2 separate regions of the Cydia pomonella genome follow, and region 1 is linked to region 2. A link is a contact called in public Hi-C data. All regions are on one chromosome and are shown on one strand. Each heading gives the region's core, a stretch centred on a gene start, on an enhancer-like site or on the middle of the called end of the contact. The rest is flanking DNA. Distances are from core to core; before and after follow the strand shown.

The links. Hi-C and Micro-C count contacts between places; a contact is called where the count stands out from the background.
Region 1: a Hi-C map of whole body shows a contact between it and region 2, with 4 times the contacts expected there. The contact joins the promoter of LOC133520666 here to the promoter of LOC133520659 in region 2. A contact is called at or near these places in 2 of 2 Hi-C or Micro-C datasets (both in whole body).

What each region holds. Positions count from the first base shown.
Region 1 is chr8:15,316,882-15,320,451 of ilCydPomo1, forward strand. It overlaps LOC133520666 (ELMO domain-containing protein 2), which reads left to right and starts at 1,296. Exons shown (of 2, transcript XM_061855257.1): 1 at 1,296-2,854; 2 at 3,086-3,570. The coding sequence starts at 2,336. The coding sequence ends at 3,508.
Region 2 is chr8:15,187,686-15,190,945 of ilCydPomo1, forward strand. It overlaps LOC133520659 (glutamate-gated chloride channel), which reads left to right and starts at 1,854. Exons shown (of 17, transcript XM_061855215.1): 1 at 1,854-2,928.

The DNA of each region.
Region 1 (3,570 bases), core at 46-2,545, 130 kb after region 2:
TTCATAGAAGTTGATGACGTTTAAAATAACACTTTCACTGTCTAGGTTGTCAAAATCGCTGCCAACTTATCTTGGTCTAATGCTAGGCCTCTGGTTTAATGGCTAAAGTAGATGGCGCTATAATTCACATTTTGTGGCAACCAGGTTGTCAACCTTAATACTTAACAACCTAGTTACAAAAACCGCAAAATGTACGACGGCTTACAGCGCCATCTACTTTACTGTTAAGAACCCGCTGACAATATTCACTTTGTGCGTGCTTTGTCTATGGTTACATTACATATATTATTAAATTTAAGTTAAATAAATGCATCCTCACGAATTACAGTAAATATTTTGTAGTTCGAATTTATTACTGTATTGTACAATAATCACTGACACGCATAGAGCCTTTGTAAATAAAATTTCTAAGCGATGACTGGCCATCGTGTTTGTAATGTGGCTCCAAAACTGTAGCATTGTAAATACTTTTAATGTAAAATTTATGAATTACAATTTTCATCAAATAAAACACAAATTCAATTTACATCGTTTTTGTTTTCCTCGTTAAATAACAGATTGGGTAAAAAGCTTACCTATTCACATTATTATTACACAAATTGACTAAGTCCCACAGTAAACTCAATAAGGCTTGTGTTGAGGATACTTCGACAACGATATATATAATATATAAATATTTATAAATACTTAAATACATAGAAAACACCAATGAGGAAAGGGATAAATATCCGTGCTCATCACACGAATAAATGCCCTTACCAGGATTTGAACCCGGGACCATCGACTTTATCCCTACCGACCTACCCGGGACCTGCCTACGAAGCTGATGATGGTCCCGAGTTCAAATCCTGGTAAGGGCATTTATTTGTGTGATGAGCATGGATATTTGTTCCTGAGTCATGGGTGTTTTCTATGTATTTAAGTATATAAATATTTATATATTATATATATCGTTGCCTAAGTACCCTCAACACAAGCCTTATTGAGCTTACTGTGGGAAATCGGGACTGATTTCGAGGGGTTACAGTATCAGATTTCTGGCCTGATAATCGTTTTCCGTTTCACAGAATATCAGCATATCATTAACAATATTTGAAATGTGGCGGGAACTATCGGGTGTGCTATGCGACAGCAGAATGCCGGTGCGTGTGAAGGGGAAGGTGTACAAATCCGCAATCCGACCGGCTCTCACCTACGGCGCTGAATGTTGGCCTTTGAAGAAGGTCCATAGGTACCACAAAACTGCACACAACAGAAATGAAGATATTGAGGTGGGCAGGAGGTGTCACTCTACTTGATAGGGTTATAAACGAGCACATCCGCGGCAGCTTTAAGATCCGGCCCATAGAAGATAAGCTTTCCGAATCTCGCTTAAAGTGGTATGGCCATGTCATGAGGAGGCCAGAAGATCACATGACTAGACAAGTCCTGAGCATCAACGTTGGCTCCAAAAGATCGGGCAGAGGTAGACCCCTTACGACCTGGATGTCCGTCATAAACAACGACCTTAAGAAAGCTGAAACAAATGTCTCGACGACCTAGAACAGATACGCCTGGCGAAGAATGACGAGGAGAGCCGACCCCAAATGACATGGGAAAATGCTAGGCAAAGAAGAAGATTAACAATATTTGAAATGTACTTACAAAATACTTTGTCTCTTGATTGCCAATGTTCAATGTTTGTTATTTTTGCATAATTATAATACATTTTCTTTACCTGTCAGATATTGTAAACAATGTGCTGATATTTGGTGAAACGGAACAATATTATATCTTTGGACCGTAATCGGGTCTGATATCAGGCCTGATAAAGTGCGGATGTAATTGGCACTTTATCTCTCTGTAGAAAACTTCGCCCAATGGTCATATTTATTGTATGAACTGACTTTTATTTGAGATGGCTATACATTTGATGTGCCTCTCCCCCACAAAAATCGGTAGCTGTATATCCTCCAAGGCTGTCAACAACAGAGGGCATACCGCGAACACCGATGTTCACAAATTCCGGGCACCTTTCTCTTTTACTCAAATTAAAGCGTAATAAGAGTGACAGAGAAAGCTGCCCGCGTAAGACCTGCGAAAGAGTGAGAGCGAGAGAGAGATATTTTGACCGGACCCCGGTCGCGGTCCGGTACGCCTGTCTGTTATAAGTAACTTAAAATAACTTGGTGGTTCGGAAAACCATAGACAAATAATTTACAAAGGGCAACTTTATGTTCAGGAAAGTCTTGTCAAAGTGTCAATGTCAATGAAATGTGAAATCGTCATGACAACAATTTCGTCAACCTGTAAAAATGTATAGAGTGAAGAGATAATAATTGAATAATTTATTAAAATGGTGTTCTTCAATGTTTGGTCAGTACTACAATGGTATTTGAGACCTTTCATTAAATGGTTTCTGAGGAAAACAACACGACTATGTGAGTTACAAAGAATATGTTATGGCGACAAACCTGGAGCGGAACGGTCATGCAATGTAGAAAGATCTCTGATGCTATCCCGCACTGAAGACGTAAAACAAGTAGTTTCATATTTAGATACAGTAGTATATGAGCGACGGTTTGTTCCTTCTAACTTTCCCGAAATATTAAATCCATCCGTGGCTATCATTCTCAGAGCCAAAAAAATTAATCCAAAACTACATGATTTGTTCATTGTATCATTTCGGCGATGCCTGGAACAAATTTGGAGTTACAGAATGTTAGTTCAAGAGGTAGAAGAAATGCGTAAGATGCCCTATGACTATAAAATCCCTGATCATGAAGAGAAACTATTGAAACTTTGGAGTTTATTAGTACCCAATGAAGATCTAGAGAGTAGAGTGACTAAGCAATGGCAGTACATAGGATTTCAGGTCAGTAGATACTGTGTGTACATACAATTCCTTTTGAACGCCATGCCTATCATATGCAGCGCGTAATCGTGAACCTTATCAGTATGCATGAAGGTTGATATTGGACTGTCTTTGGCGGTCAAGAGGTTAAAACCTGTGTATGTTTTAAATTGATTAAGGACTTCCTAATGTTCATGAGCATGGATCTAAACTAAATGTAATTTTGGAAGTGATCACATTTGTTTTTTCCAGGGTGATGATCCCAAGACTGATTTCCGTGGCATGGGTTTGCTTGGATTGGAAAACTTGTTGTTTTTTGCTTCAGAGTATCCACAAGCTGCAAGCCATGTTCTAAGCCATTCACATCATCCAAAATATGGCTACACCTTCGCAATTGTGGGCATTAACCTAACTTCCATGGCATATTATTTACTCAAGGATGGCTCTGCTAAAACTTACATGTTTAATGCTAAACAGTACTTACCCAATATGAATTTATTCCACAGATTTTACTGCTACCTATTCTATGAATTTGACAAAATGTGGATAGAATCAAAACCTGAAAATATGATGGAATTTTCAATAATATTCAAAAGGTTTGAAGATGCCGTCAGAACTGAGTTAGCTGATCCTGCATCAGTATTTAGAATCAATATAGAAGTTGATACAATATAACAACAACCTGTTGCTAGTCTAATTTTTTGTAGGTGCTTTAACCTATTTTTATTTATTTTCAC
Region 2 (3,260 bases), core at 604-3,103:
TACAATGGCACCATTATTTCTTACATAGCTAAATTGGCTTATATGGTAAGCCAACGAGTCTACTGACCTCTTGTTACTTGAACCAAAAAGAATTTGAAATATAGGTGCCACAGTAAATTTACTGCTATCTTTCGACACATGATTAAAACTTTTAGAACGCCATTTGACTTTGATCCTTGTTCCTTATAATTTCACTGATTTGTGTTAAATATGAAAAAGTGGCGCCATTTACTAGGTCAAAGGTATGGCAGTATCGTTTCGAGCGATGGCGCCACATCCTTTAGCCGATGCCCGGTAAGATGGCGCCACTTTTTAGGGTTCCGTAGTCAACTAGGAACCCTTATAGTTTCGCCATGTCCGTCTGTCTGTCCGAGGCTTTGCTCCGTGGTCGTTAGTGCTAGAAAGCTGAAATTCGGCATGGATATATAAATCAATAAAGCCGACAAAGTCGTACATTAAAATATAAAAATTTAATTTTTTTGAGGGTACCTCCCCTACACGTAAAGTAGGGGTGAATTTTTATTTTTTGCTTCAACCCTACAGTGTGGGGTATCGTTGAAAAGGCCTTTCTAAACTAATGGGGGTCTTTAACAAACATTTTTTGATAAAGTGAATATATTCGGAGATAATCGCTCCGAAAGAGAAAAAAAATCGTGGAAGTAGAGCTTAAGAAAGACATTAAATGAAAACTATAGCGGACATGATCAGTTTAGCTGTTTTTGAGTTATCGCAAAAAGTTTCTCCCATAGTAAAAAGACTTACTTTAGACTGATTATGAAAATTTGCCCATTTGTTTAACTCGCGTAAAAGGTACCGTTTCATCCCTTGGTTAACAATTTACTATACTTTAAGCTCCAGTTTAGCTTATTGTGACGGAAGAGTAACTACGGAACCCTACACTGAGCGTGGTCCGACATGCTCTGGGCCGGTTTTTTGATGTTAACACATATCAGTGAAAGAATAAGGATCAAAGTCAAATGGAGTTCCAAAGGTTCCAAAAGTTATAAATGAACTCACGGCCTCTGGAGTCCAAGTCTTACCCAAGACAGTAATTTTTCCACTTTTAATTTATTCTAAGCTTAATAGCATCGTTCGCAGACGTTTCTGCTTGTTAAAAATTAATTTATAATCATCTGTCGAAAGATGGCAGTAAATTTACTGTTGCTACAAATTTTTCTTTGACAACCCACCTCTACTTCAAATTCTCTTTACTTCAACTATGGAAGGTAGAGGTAAGGAATGGAATCTCTATGTACCAAAAAGTGTCATGAGAAAACCTTAAATAGGTGGCCCTACAATACCTAGAATACTTGAAAAAAAAAACAAATCATAGACAGCGCACTTCACTCCGTCAATAACGCCTAGGTTTTTAGCTACTCTAGCGCTACTCTGGAGAGATTTGGAACTATTATTTATAGCTGACAGCTGGACACTTGCAACAGTTCTAACATAAGAAATTTCACTCCTTTTAATTCCACACTCCATAGCTTGAACGAACAGCGGTCTTCCTTTTGCCACAGAATAAGTACCGTACAGAAAACCTACTACCGTGCAGAAAAGAAGGTTCCTATTCCTACAAAACCGTAGTTTGACAGCGATTCAGGGACGAATCATGCTGTCCCTTAAAGGAACAGTTTCACCTCCCTGCTTTTGTTGGCTATAGGCGACATCTGTCGAAAAATATGGCATACTTTCTGTTAATAAGCTTAAAGCCTGTTTCAACTAATATGGCTCACAAGATGGAGTGGCAATCGTGAAAAAAATAACACTACTTATAACAAAGACAGACCTTTATTTTGTTCAAAAAGAAACTTACAAATTAAGCGCTTGATAATAAAAGCAATCTATGCATAGCTTGCGTAGTAGGTACTCTGAACGTAGTGCCTACCTACTTACCTTATGTAGAATGGGATCGACAAAATATCTATATATACCTGATATAAATTTAGTCGGTACCCTTTTACATTATGATATTTATAAAATAAATTAGTTCTCACAAATAAAAGTACCTATGCCTTCCGTGAACCTTACTGAATGTAATTTTAAATTTTAATAATACTTAATAAAACCCGTCAATAATTATATGGTCACAAATTATGAAGACAAAATCCTTCCAAAGTGATGCAAAATCAGGCACTTATTTAGGTAAGTGTACATAGGTAATTGATTTGCATAATTATGAAAGATTAGCTCGCTTTATACTCGGAGCTCGGTTACACGCGATGTCTAACAGCTTGACCTGCGAGTTGCGACGCTTTGTTATCGACTTTCCGTCTAGTTACTATTCTATAGAGTAATTGAAGCGGCGCGGAGTTGTGCTGACGGTACGTCTAGGTCGTATGAATAGCGCTTGGATGTTTAGCTAGAGTTGTCGCTAATAGTGTCCCCGTTGAGGGATGTTGACTTGTGAGGAGTGAAAAGTTTTATGACGGTAGCGATGGCGGCGGGCGGGCGGCGCGCCGTAGGGCGCATGCCCGCCACTGCGCCACTATCGGTGCGCTGCCCCCTGGCGGCTCGCACCGCAGTGAATTGCGTAACAAAGCACACTCGCCTTCAAACGCTACGCCGAAAACTTTCGTCCCGTCCGCGCTCGCGGATTGTACGGGCGCAAAACGACTTAACTTTCCCGCGGCGCGCTTTTCCGAACCAACGCGAAAATTTCAAGAAACTCACCCATATTTTCAGTACACCCAGGATTTCGCTTGCGGCTTTTGTTTTTTTAAGTTTTTCAAGTTGTTAAAGTTGACTGTAAGCGGAAAGTGGAAAAGCATTGTGCGGCAATTTAAACAGTGTAATCGTTACGTGTTGTGTTTAATTGGTTATCATTTGTTTTAGTTTGCTTGTTTTGTTTAATTTGGCGAGTGGTAGAAGCCGCCGGTGGCAGCGCTGGTGGGGAATCGATACCGACTGCGGTGGGAGCGGCGAAAGGTAAATTTTATTAGCTCATTGTTTACCAATAAAATGAAACTGTAGTCTATAGTATATGCTTACTGTTAACAAAAGAAATTGGAAGTAACTTCAAATAAGTTGCCTTCAACAATGAAAAGTTTTATGTGTCATAACTTATTTTGAACTAAGTATAAAAAATTTTTTTTTTATTAAAATACGATCGCATAAAAAGCACCAATAACTTTTATTACCTAACGTAAAGTAATGTAGCCTGAAATGTACCTAGCCGTAGATTTAGTACCGTGTGCTATTTTCCTATCTTCGGACAAACAAAACTTATAAAGTGCCTGAATAAAATGTTTTACTGAGGC